Regions from separate parts of the Pogona vitticeps genome. Here region 1 is linked to region 2. Evidence: chromatin contacts called from public Hi-C data. All regions are on one chromosome and are shown on one strand. The core of a region is the stretch at or near the end of the contact, and the rest is flanking DNA. Distances in the headings are between cores, read along the strand shown.

Region 1 (6,856 bases), core at 84-2,583, 130 kb after region 2:
GCTTATTATTGGCTAAGCTAGCTGGGAAACACTGCTTCCTCTTATGTGCTCATGCTGAACTCTTCATCTGCTAATGCAAAATTCACACCTTCAAGTATGTTAAGTGTCAATCAAACCCGATGGGACCAACTAGTGGGATCACTAGGCCCCTTAATGCTCTGATATTTACTTCATAATCAACAATCCTAACTACATGGTGGATTCTAGCCACCAACACTATACATGAGTAGACACTAGGCTTTAAATTATTTTTAAATAATCATATACATACAAAAATGTATATTTAATACAATAATGTACAAAAACCAAAAAAAAAGCAAGAAAACACCATAGTACGGTTGGTATTCATCACCACCAGGGTATTAGCTTATTAATTACAACTTCCATCCCTTTCTTACTCTTCCTTTCTATCTAATCAACATACCCCAATTATTTCCAGAAAAATAAGTCTTGGGTTGGGGTTTGTCCTTTCCTTTTTACAGAAACATGCTCTCTAAATACATCTCAAATATCCTTAAAATAATTAACCTTTAATATTTATTTTCTAATTTTCACTTTACAGCTTAATTTATCATTGATAGATAAGAGTCCCCAGTTCAGTTATAGATTACCAAAAATATTTGGCAAAGCTATCATTGGAAATGTTTCCAAACTGATACCTAGACTGGTACCTAACCGCCTAGAGTGGTCCTGACCCGACCAGATAGGCGGGATATAAATAAAATTTAAAAAAATACCTATAATTTTATTTACTTTCTCTGAACACCTTTCCCCAAACTTCCTGAATCCTCTCATATTCCCACCACGTGTGGAAATCCGTACTGAGGCTCTTTCTGCATCTCCAGTGTAGAGATGAAACTTCACCCTGTGTTTCCTTCTCTAAGGAAAGGAATCGAGCTCAGGTCGCCCAGAATCCTAGTCCAAAATTTTACCCACTCTGTCACAAAACCACGTTTTCCCGGCCTTCAGCATATCACACTACCAAGATAAGAACGAGGCCTCCCTAAAAAGAATTAAAGCCGGGGACAAAATTGTAAAAGAAAAAAATAACTGCTCTAGGGCTACACTTGATAGGAAATGGGGACCGTCCGCGGAGGAGTAAGAGGAACGAACGCCGCGGATTCCAAGTACTGTACAGTATATAAGAATACGACCACAGTCTACACTGCAGGGTTGTCGTAGAGATCAGCCAGCAGAATGAAAGATCACATCTTCTATTCTCCTCTCTAGGGCAACGTCTGCCCTGCCAACCGGGGGAAGAACACCCTGTTCAGGTCGTCTTCTTCCAAGCAAACGAGCTACCCTTCTACAATTTTTAAGTCTAGGGTGGGCGCGCCCTCTCGACGTCACTTCCCGTCGGTCGTTCTCTGGCGCGCTCGCGTTTGGCGCGTTTTCTCGCTCGTCTCTCTTGGGGCTCCTGATCTCCGAGGAGGCTCCGGCCTTCCTCCTGCCAGGGACCGGTGAGGGGACCAAACGGGTCGTGGGTGCAGGATAATCTCTGTAGACGAAGGGGGAAGGATCTGGAGCGGAGGCGGCGTTCGTGGGGCGGGAGGCGGGTTGGAGGCGGTCTTTTAGGGGTTCGCCCCCCTTTTCATCCCCTTTCCGGCACCTTTCCTGTGATCGTTGCTAAGGTGTTCTTGCGCAGCGCGAGCAAAAAAACCCCCCGAAGGCGAGGCGTTTCATCGGGGCGAGCAAAGGGTCTTTCCTCTCCCTTCCAGCTGTTACGTGGGGACCTCTAAGGAAACGGAGCGGCGAAGCCTCTCCGAGGGTGGAAGGAGCAAAAGGCGCAAAAGGTCCCTTTTTTGACTGACATTTTGTGTGTGTGTGTGTGTGTGTGTGTTTTGCAAGAGGTCTCTGCGTGATGGGCGAACATTGTAGGGGCAAGATGGGCACGAAGCAATGGGCCGCATCCTGTGCGGTCGTTCGGCAGGAGCTTGGCGTGGGGGGTTGACGCCTTGTGGGCACCGGAGGAGGCATTTGCCCTCCCAGACAGGAATGCGGGGGTTCCCTGCGTGTTTTTCTCTCTCTCTCTGTGTGGTGGTACCATGGCAACAACAGCAGAAGCCTTGTAGGTGAAATCTCCGTAAGAAATGCACTAAATGATGCTCGTTATAAAACATGACGTGGGTTTGGAGAGGGTTTTCTCTGGCAGAGTTAGTATCCAAAGGCATGGATTCAACCCCAACATATCCACTTAAAATCTCAAGCCTTTGTGCTGGGACTGGTGCCCGTGTTTGAGACCCGAGAGTGGTTAAGTAATATCCAGTAAGTTAGATAAACTGATGGGCTAACTCGGTGTACTGCGTGTTCGTAGGATGTGTTTGCCCTTGATGGATTACATGCATGGATCATGTGCATAGATTTTATGCCTATGTAGAGACTTGGACCCTGGTCTTTCTAATTCCCTTTTGGCACTCTTAACTGCCACCCACACCTACTCCCCATGTATAGATTCTACATCTACTATTTTCCCTGTTAGCTTCATACATCTGATGAAGTAAAGTCACCACATGCCAAATAGCATCATTTTAACATAATATGGAGCATAATATTCATTCACTCATTTTATTTGAATCACAGGGGGCAGGTATGCTTTTGTAAACAGAATATTAGTTATGGATTTGGGAAGGGCTTTCATAGAATAATAGAAAAGGGAAGTTGGAAGGGGCCTACAAGGCCATCAAGTCCAACCCCCTGCTCAAGGCAGGAATACAATCAAAACATATCTGGCAGGTGATTATCCAAGTTTTTCTTGAATGCCTCCAGTGTTGGAGCACTCACCAACTCCTGAGGTAACTGGTTCCACTGTTGTGTTGCTTTAACAGTTAGGAAGTTTTTCCTGATATTCAACCAAAATCTGGCTTCCTTTAACTTGAGCTCATTGTTGCATGTCCTGCACTCTGGGATGATTGAGAACAGATCTTGCTCCTCTTCTGTATGACAGCATTTCAAATATTTGAAAAGTGCTATCATATCACCCCTCAGTCTTCTTTTCTCAAGGCTAAACATGGCCAATTCTTTCAGCCTTTCCTCATAAGACTTGGTTTCCAGTCCCCTGATCATCCTTGTCACCCTCCTCTAAACTTGTTCCAATTTGTCAGCATCCTTCTTGAAGCGTGGTGTCCATAACTGAACAAAATACCCAAGGTGAGGCCTAACTAATGCTGTGGGATTTGGAAACTATACTTCTATTCGTAGTCGTTTAGTCATGTCCGACTCTTCGTGACCCCATGGACCAGAGCACACCAGGCCCTCCTATCTTCCACTGCCTCCCGGAGTTTGGTCAAATTCATATTGGCTGCTTCGATGACCCTGTCCAACCATCTCACCCTCTGTCGTCCCCTTCTCCTCTTGCCTTCACACTTTCCCAACATCAAGGTCTTTTCCAAGGAGTCTTCTCTTCTCATGAGATGGCCAAAGTAGGGTTGATTTCCTTTAGAGTGGATAGGTTTGTTCTCCTTGCAGTCCAGGGGACTCTCAAGAGCCTCCTCCAGCACCACAATTCAAAGGCATAAATTCTTTGGCAGTCAGCTTTCTTTATGGTCCAGCTATCGCTTCCATACATCACGACAGGAAAAAACCATAGCTTTGACTATTCGGACTTTTGTTGGCAAGGTGATGTCTCTGCTTTTTAAGATGCTGTCGAGGTTTGTCATCGCTTTCCTCCCAAGAAGCAGGCGTCTTTTAATTTCGTGGGTGCTGTCTCCATCTGCAGTGATCATGGAGCCCAAGAAAGTAAAATCTGTCACTGCCTCCATATCTTCCCCTTCTATTTCCCAGGAGGTGATGGGACCAGTGGCCATGATCTTAATTTTTTTGATGTTGAGTTTCAGACCGTTTTTGCACTCACCTCTTTCACCCTCATTACAAGGTTCTTTAATTCCTCCTCACTTTCTGCCATCAGAGTGGTATCATCTGCATATCGGAGGTTGTTGATATTTTTCCGGCAATCTTAATTCCAGTTTGGGATTTCTCCAGTCCAGCCTTCCACATGATGTATTCTGCATATAAGTTAAATAAGCCAGGGGACAATATACAGCCTTGTCATACTCCTTTCCCAATTTTGAACCAATCAGTTGTTTCATATCCAGTTCTAACTGTTGCTTCCTGTCCCACATATAGGTTTCTCGGGAGATAGATAAGGTGGTCAGGCACTCCCATTTCTTTAAGGACTTGCCATAGTTTGCTGTGGTCCACACAGTCAAAGGCTTTTGCATAGTCAATGAAGCAGAAGTAGATATTTTTCTGGAACTCTCTGGCTTTCTCCATAATCCAGTGCATGTTAGCAATTTGGTCTCTAGTTCCTCTCCCCCTTTGAAATCCAGCTTGTACTTCTGGGAGTTCTCAGTCCACATACAGCTGAAGCCTACCGTGCAGGATTTTGAGCATAACCTTGCTAGCATGTGAAATGAGTAGAATTATACGGTAGTTGGAGCATTCTTTGGCACTGCCCTTCTTTGGGATTGGGATGTAGACTGATCTGTTCCAGTCCTCTCGCCACTGTTGAGTTTTCCAAACTTGCAGGCATATTGAATGTAGCACCTTAACAGCATCATCTTTTAAGATTTTAAATAGTTCAACTGGAATATCATCACCTCCACTGGCCTTGTTGTTAGACAAGCTTTCTAAGGCCCATTTGACTTCACTCTCCAGGATGTCTAGGGCTCAAGGTCAGCAACTACATTGTCTGGGTTGTCCGGGATATTCAATCTTTGTGGTATAATTCCTCTGTGTATTCTTGCCACCTCTTCTTGATGTCTTCTGCTTCTGTTAGGTCCCTCCCATTTTTGTCCTTTATCATGTCCATCTTTGCACAAAATGTTCCTCTAATTATATCTCCAATTTTCCTGAACAGATCTCTGGTTTTTCCTTTTCTGTTATTTTCCTCTATTTCTTTGCATTGTTCATTTTAGAAGGCCCTCTTGTCTCTCCTTGCTATTCTTTGGAAGTCTGCATTCAATTTTCTGTAGCTTTCCCTGTCTCCCCTGCATTTTGTTTCCCTTCTCCTCTCTGCTATTTCTAAGGCCTCATTGGACAGCCACTTTGCTTTCTTGCATTTCCTTTTCTTTGGGATGGTTTTTGTTGCTGCCTCCTGTACAATGTTACGAGCCTCTATCCAAAGTTCTTCAGGCACTCTGTCCACCAAATCGAGTTCCTTAAATCTGTTCTTCACTTCCACTGTGTATTCATGAGGGATTTGATTTAGATTATACCTGAGTAGCCCAGTGGTTTTTCCTACTCTCTTCAGTTTAAGCTTGAATTTTGCTATGAGAAGCTGATGATCAGAGCCACAATCAGCTCCAGGTCTTGTTTTTGCTGACTGTATAGAGCTTCTCCATCTTTGGCTGCAGAGAATATAATCAATCTGATTTCGATATTGCCCATCTGGTGATTTCCATGTATAGAGTCGCCTCTTGTGTTGTTGGAAAAGAGTGTTTGTGATGACCAGCTTGTTCTCTTGGCAAAACTCTATTAGCCGCCTATTAGTAGAAGGAATGGAGTAGCCCTCATAGTCAACTCCCTCATCCAGATCATTATTAAAAATATTGAAGAGAACCGGGCCCAGGACTAAGCCTTGGGGTACACCACTAGTTACCTCCTCGCAGTTAGAGAAGGACCCATTAATCATCACCCTTTGAGTACAATTCTGTAGCCAATTATGTATCTACCTGACCCCTGATCTATCCAGTCCACACCTAGTTAGCTTGCTAATCAGGATATCATGGGGCACTTGGTCAAAAGCTTTGATGAAGTCAAGATATACTACATCTACAGCATTTCCTCTTGTCTATCAGGGAGGCGACCTGATCAAAAACGAGATCAAATTAGTTTGGCAGGATTTGTTCTTAACAAATCTGTGATGGCTTCTGGTTATTACTGCATTATTTTCTGGGTGCTTGCACAATGATTGCTTTACAACCTGTTCCAGCATTTTGCCTGGGATTGATGTCAGGCTGACTGGCCTGTAGTTCCCAAGTTCCTCTTTTTTGCCCTTTTTGCATATAGGTACAACATTGGCCCTCCTCCAATCCTCCGGTACCTCTCCTTGTGACAAACCCAGACCTACTGGGATCTGCCACACGTTAACTAAGCTGCCACCAACCATTCCCTATTAGAAGTCACACAGACCAGGGATGGATTTTCAACAAATAAAAGAATAAGGTTTATTAAATACAACACACAGGGAAAATAAAATGATCAGGTGAATAAGATATAGTAACGTGGCTTAGTCTCATTCATACATGCATACAGTTTGGTTCACACAGAACCCTTAACTTGAAGCACAGACCCTGAACCTATCAGTTCTGGCTAACCAACAGACACCTGAACCTATCAGGTTGGTACTCTGACACACAGTAGTACCCTGTCTGACACACAGACTCCCACACCAGCTTCTTCTTCCCAGCTGCTTCTTCTTCACATCCCAGTGTCTCCTCACACGCTCCACATATATATACAGTACAGCCCCTCCTCCTGATGTCCCGCCTTCCACTCCCCATAGGATGGAACTTTCCCTCCAAACCCATGACAGACAGGTAACATCAGTGCTGTATGTAACACCTCCCCTCTTTATAAGTTGTTTTGTAGGGGGAAAGCTAAGGTGCTTTTTCCCAAAAAACAACCTGGATAAAATACACAAAACAGTTATACATACAATATCATACTTACTTATACTTACATTCTAAGTTAACCATATCAATTAGGCATTTAACCATTTACCATATACATTACATCAATTTACCTTTATTCTTACAAACCAAATTCAAAAAATAGGTACATTTAACTTTTGGTCACCAACATATATACATAGTCCATGTTTCTTTCGCCGTCTTCATTCTTCAGGTCTTCTTGACAA
Region 2 (6,753 bases), core at 4,186-6,685:
TTAACTGTTGGCCAGTGAAAAGGGTGCCTGTCTGCTTCCTCACTCCTCCCAGCGTTTAGAGAGTGATTGGGAGACAGTCTTCGGACTGCCTGGTACTGCCTGGACTGTATTTTCCCTGCCTTCCCTGAACCTTTCTTGACCTAAGAAAAAAGAAACAAAATATCCCCCTCTAGTGGTCAAAGGCGGAATAGCAGCTTCCCATTAGTTTCTATGGACAGAAAAGAGCAGATGCGGATCAAATGGTTTTCAATGCATTCCTATGGGAAATGCAGATTTGACCTGAGAACTTTTTGACTTGAGAACCGCCTTCCAATACGGATTAAGTTCTCAAGTCAAGACCCCACTGTAGCTTTAGAATTAGAACATAAAACACAAATCAGTCTGGTGTGGCATTCCAGCTGAGTCAATGCTTCATCTACATCCATAACTAATACTTTGCTTTTGAAATTGCACTAAAATTTCAGTTGTATGCTCTCCTACAGCTCATCTGCAGAAATAGTTATCAGTCCAGCACAAACTGAAGCTTACCTTATCCAACAAAGTAAAACACACTCGAGATGGATACTCATTGTCGGCAATCACCACTCCTGCCAGTCCATCATTCCGCACGTAAACATGGCAAAGGTATTCTAAGGCAGAGAGAAATGGAAAGATTCACATTTGTTTCCATTTAAAATGCCCTTAAGGTTTGTGAGAGAAAAATCACAGGCAGATGCCATGTTCATCTGGGAAAACCCCTATTTCAGCATGCACTCTCAAGAGTGTATACGAGTCTGAAGTCACCACCCTACTTTGACTGGATGAATGGAACTAACCACTGGTAGCTTAGGACAGCTGCTGAACACAAGGGAAAAGAATGATGTCTATGTAGCACTGTATAAGGTCAATGTATGGCATTTCAAACGTTACTGGATGTTACATCTCTCATCAGCTGCAGCTTGACTGTTATCAGCTGAGCAAAGAGGAAGCATTCCTTCCCACCTAACTAGATAAAGAAGCCTAGGACAAGCTCTGTATTCTTTGGATCTGTTGGGAGGAAAATATCAAAGACTCTGCCTTCAGCAAAAAGCATACTAAATTAATTATAGAGCAAAGTTCCATAGCTGGTTTAGCCATCTGCAGGTGAAACTACTAATATCATTTTTGGCAAAATGGTACTGGATTTCTATTTTAGCAATTAAGATTTGGTTTGGCTACTGCATTATGACATAGAGTCTGAGATTCAAGCTGTCATTTGGCAAATGAAAATGTGATTTATAAAGGGGCTGGCCAGTGAAATCAAAAAGCCAGACAAATACCTGCAGGATATATCAGCGTGCTGCTTGTTCGTAAGCCCACATTCCCACAGAACACTAGCTTGCTGCATCACGCAAATGCATCTATATCACTACCACACTTTCTTCAAGGTCATTACACTTTCTTTAAAACTAGAATAGCCTAATATTTGGTCTGTCTTGAGAAGCATATGTAGGGTTGAACGTCCCAAAATGTAAATCATGAAAGTCTTTGATTTAGAAAAAGCAAGTACAAGGGGAACCAGTAGAAAGAATTTTTGGAATACAGAACATGTCAGTAATGGTCTGGACAAGGATGAATAAACTGAAACTTAATCCAGACAGAACAGGGGTGCTCCTAATCAGTCCAAAGGAAGATCAAGGAATAAAGATTCAGCCTGTGCTGGATGGGATTACACACCCTCTGAAAACATGCAGTAGGTGCAAAGCTTGGGTGCACCCCTGGATTGGTCTCCGAGTCTGGATGCCCAAGTTTCAGCAGTGGCCAAAAGTACATTTGCACATTAGGACCTAGTGTGCCAGCTGTGGCCATTGCCAGAGAGGTCTGCTCTGACCAGAGTTACACATGCCTTACTTTTATTCTTGATGCATTACTGTAACGTGCTCTATATGGGGCTATCTTTGGAAAGTGCTCAGAAACTTCAGGGGGTCCAAAATGGTGCAGCCAGATTGTTAACTGGGTTACAGCAATCACATAACCCCCCATTACAGCAGATTCACTGGCTGCCGATCCATTTCGAGGCACAATTCAAAATGCTGGTGTTAACCTATAAAGCTCTAAATACTTGGGTCCAAGCTATCTCAAAAACTGTATCTCCCTTCATAAGTCAGCCCCGGTGTTAAAGACCTCATCAGGGGAGGCCCTTCTGTCAGTCACAGGTGCACTTCATGGGACATGGGAGAGGGCCTTCTCTGTTGCTGCTCTCAGACTCTGGAACTCCCTCCCACAGGAGGCCAGGTTCACCCCATCTTTATTGTCTTTTCACAAGCAGGCAGACCTTTCTCTTAGTGAATGACTGCATAAGACAATAGATAATCTATATTTTGTTGCTCTTAAACCTGTTTTTCATAATGCTTTTACCTAACAGTTTTAATATATTATTAATTCTTCTTTAATATTTGAATAATTGTTTTTAGCTTTTAATATTGTATAACGATGTAGGGTGCTCTGGGTCCTTTTTGGGAGAAAGGTGGAGTAAAAATATTTCAAATAAATAGACAAGACAAACTAGAAACACTGTAGCAATAGGATGGGTAATATACTGTAGTACTGTACTACAGTACTTTCTGCAATTGCTCAGTTTTCCAATATGAAAGGCTAAAGAATCATTCAGAAGCAAAGGTGTATCCCAGGGTGAACTCTCGGTTACTGCTATAAAATTTGCCTCACAATCCAGATGAAATAATTACACTAACTCAAAGTAACATCAATGTGGGTATATTATTTTACAACAAAAGCATTTTGAAGTTACACTGCTCTATAACTCAGATGGCCATCTTTGTATAGGCTGATTTTCTTAAATATTAGATGTGTGATTAAAACATATTTTAAAGTTGAACTAACATGCTCTGAAGAAAAATAATTTAATCCAGAGAAAACATTTACTTCTTCAGCAGCAGATACAGTATGTTCTTTCTGTCAGTAAAACAGCACAAAATGTGTGCAAATATACATTCATATATAACTGTACTCTCACCTTGTTCCTTTACAGAGGCTCTGCTGCCAGGCTCTGAACGCTCAACTATCAGCTGGCTAGTGAAGGTCATGAATTCTTGAACACTAAAAACAAAACAACAACAACCCACAGTTAATTACCAAAGCTCCCTACATTCACCAAACAGACTGGAGAGCCACTGGAATAGATAAGAAAATCAAATTTCACTACAAAACATTTTCCAAAATCACTTTGCAAATTTACCTACTTAAAAGTGCAATACAAACAATGACTAGATAGGCAGGGTATAAATACAATAAATAAAAATAAATAAATAAACAGGAGACTATTTTCAAAAGCAAGTTCCAAAGCCAGAACCACTTGAAAAAGGCAAATGCCATCAACATGAGTGAACATTTATTCAACTCCAGTGTCTCCTTGTCAATTACACTGGAGCAGTTTCCACTGAATAACTTTGTACGTAACTGTCACCTAAGTTGTGTTGGAACAATGTTTCCAAAGAAACAGAAAGGGCAAATGAATTCTCAATTGCTATGACAATTCGCTTTTCATTCTGTAGGTTAATATAAATCTTTCAAATATAGCTTTGTGATAAGAGGAACTTAGTATTCTGGGACCAAATTCAAAGTATCACAAGATAAACAATGTAATAATTATCACGGTATAATTAATACTGATAAAGTCAATTACTACCTGCAGTAAGAAAGCTATATTAAAGAATTCTCTAAAGAAAAATAATTCATTACAGTTCACATCTTAAAGTTTGTACAACCATTTCAAGGGGCACACCATAGTACATTATGAAGACATTGACAGGGAGACAGAAAGCTACCTCAGTAATCATCCTAATGCAATAGGAACATACCTGGATCTCTGGAAAAAGCTAAATGATGACACATCATATGCAGCTTTCAGTAAATGCACTTTGGGGTCTCCTTTGTAAAGGACACTTAAACTGTAGAGCTTCATCCTTTCACCTACTTAACCTTCCCCAATTCTTGATAACCTGAGCAAAAGATACAAGAAAAATGAATGTGTACCCGAAATGGGATAGTTAAAAAATTAAGACAGATAAAATACACTATCATGAGAATAACTATGAATGTGTTTCTAACAAGAATCTATAGGTCAACTACATGAACACTTTGCACAAGCCCACGAGGGCTTAAAACAGACACTGCTATCTTATCCACACTTATTTGAAAGTAAATTCTATAGCATTCAATGGGGGGTGTTATCATACATAGAGAAATAGCAAGGCAACACTTAACAAAACATCCTCGCCAATAATTCTATATTGCCCTAGAATTTAAGAGAGGCATCAAATGTAACAGACACACTTCTCTTTAAATGAAATAAATGATACCCGATCATGTTAGTCACAGGTAATGCATTATTTCTTCCATGAAAATGTGGGTTAAAAATTTTTCATGGACTAGACTTTAGTCCATCAGATGCCTGAACTTTATCCTCACCTGGCCAGACAGTTCATGCCGTAACCACCAGCAATGGGGCAAAAAATGTAAATGAGGTACAGTTTGTGCTATTTCTATGCAAAACTGAAATGTACTTAAAATATGCCTCAATAACCACAACCACTAGGGTCTTGTCAATTGTTTCGTATTTCCATAATTAAATCAACCTCAGGGAGGCTCATCTTAGATCACATTATGTACAGAAAATAAAATAAAAGTCAGGACCCTATTAGTGATTTGCAACAGTAAAAACGCAAGGGTACAAACCACAGCAACGAACTACCTCTACCTAACAAGTCACTGCTTTCACTGGGGGGGGGGTCTAGTCGATGCTGCAATTTACTAAATAACCTTTTTAATGACAAAAAAAAAAAAATCTGCCATGGTAGGTTGTACGTCAACCAGGTCTTCCTGTCAGCCGCTTTTGAGGAGAAGCGCCTAGGGCTCCGTCGGCCGCTTCCGCTTTGCTGGCGGTCACCGGGCCGGCGGCTCTCGTCTCGGGCGTAGATGTGGGTGCGAGTCCCGCCGCTGGTTGTGTCTGACTCACGCCGTGCAGGCAAGAAGGCGTGTGTTGCCTCCCTCCCTCCCTCCCTCTCTCTCTCGCCCGCGCTCCTCGGAGCCCCGACGGGATGAGGAGGAATCACGGAAAGAGCAAACCCTCCTCCCCGTCGGTCACCGCGGCCTCTTCCCACGGCGCAGCCCCGGGTCCCGTCTGGGGAAAGGCGCCCACAACGACACCCAGGGCGGCAGAAGGGGCCCGTCCCGGAACCCCCCCCCCATCCGCCCGTGCGGCCTTCCCTTCCCTTCCCGCCTCCGACTGAGACAAGCCGCGGGCCGGCGCTGCGCACTCACCCGAGACCGCCCTCCCCCCCTCGCACGAAGACGGGCGGCCCGCACTGGCTCCGAGCCGCGTTCTTCCCGACGTCTCCGCGGTTCCCTTAAGACAGCAAACGAGGCGGAAGCTGGCGCGCCCTTTCAACCGGATATAGAGTCCGGATCCGGAAGTGCTCCCGGCCGGACGACGGTTTAACAGTCCTAGAGCTAGTAAAACTATAGAGTATGCATGCAATTCAATACTTCCGACCTTGGTTGGATCACTGCGAAGCCTTGCTTGGATCGTTTCAGTGATCTAATAAAAGCAGTAGCCGTGCTAGAATTTACTCTCTATTCCTTATAGTTACTATCCATAATTATATTACTGTACTGCTATTATTGTTGATACTGCTATTGTCATACTTACTACTACTATCAATAGTTATGTGCCTTAAGTCGGAACCGACTTATAGAGACCCTAATAAGGTTTCAGGGGTTTGTGTTTTACTCCATATGTTTTAAGAAGTAGACAAAAGCTCATATTAAAATATAACAGTTAATATTTGAGGTTCCACAGAGCTTTTGTCTTTTTTTTATTTTAATTTCTTTCCTTTGGGTTTTATATTTAGAAACAGCACATGTAAGATGTTTAAGAAGTGCTTTCACCAGTTCCAGACCACCAGTGAGTTTCCATGGCCAAGTGGGGACTCGTAGTCAGTCCATCGCTCCATCTACCACACCACACTGGGTACATTGATTTACTAATTGTACCCCATTTTTCTCCTTAAAAAGGACCCAAGGCAGCTTTTGTTATTGTTTAGTTGTTAAGTTGTGTCCAACTCTTCGTAGACCAGAGTACACCAGGCCCTCCTGTCTTCCACTGCCTCCCGGAGTTGGGTCAAATTCATATTGGCCGCTTCAATGACACTGTCCAACCGTCTCGTCCTCTGTCGTCCCCTTCTACTCTTGCCTTCACACTTTCCCAACATCAGGGTCTTTTCCAGGGAGTCTTCTCTTCTCATGAGCTGGCCAAAGTATTGGAACCTCAGCTTCAGGATCTGCCCTTCCATTGAGCACTTGGGATTGATTTCCTTCAAAATGGATAGGTTTGTTCTCTTCGCAGTCCAGGGGACTCTTAAGAGTCTCCCCCAGCAACACAATTCAAAAGGATCAAGTCTTCGGCATTCAGCCTTCTTTATGGTCCAGCTCTCACTTCCATACATCGCTACAGGAAAAATCATAGCTTTGACTATGCAGACCTTTGTCAGCAAGGTGATGTCTCTGCTTTTTAAGATGCTGTCTAGGTTTGTCGTTGCTTTCCTCCTAAGAAGCAGGCATCTTTTAATTTCGTGCCTGCTGTCTCCATCTGCAGTGATCATGGAGCCCAAGAAAGTAAAATCTGTCACTACCTCCATATCTTCCCCTTCTGTTTGCCAGAAGGTGATGGGGCAAGTGGCCATGATCTTAGTTTTTTTGAAGTTGAGCTTCAGATCA

Evidence for each region. Hi-C and Micro-C count contacts between places; a contact is called where the count stands out from the background.
Region 1: a Hi-C map of muscle shows a contact between it and region 2, with 7 times the contacts expected there. The contact joins the promoter of POLD2 here to the promoter of YKT6 in region 2. A contact is called at or near these places in 2 of 2 Hi-C or Micro-C datasets (blood and muscle).

The regions. Positions count from the first base shown.
Region 1 is chr8:14,482,563-14,489,418 of PviZW2.1, forward strand. It overlaps POLD2 (DNA polymerase delta 2, accessory subunit), which reads left to right and starts at 1,334. Exons shown (of 11, transcript XM_020803577.3): 1 at 1,334-1,460. LOC144584197 (a long non-coding RNA gene) reads right to left here and starts at 1,324. Exons shown (of 3, transcript XR_013538296.1): 1 at 738-1,324; 2 at 1-659.
Region 2 is chr8:14,348,662-14,355,414 of PviZW2.1, forward strand. It overlaps YKT6 (YKT6 vesicular SNARE protein), which reads right to left and starts at 5,436. Exons shown (of 9, transcript XR_002301467.3): 1 at 5,299-5,436; 2 at 3,837-3,977; 3 at 2,993-3,075; 4 at 529-629.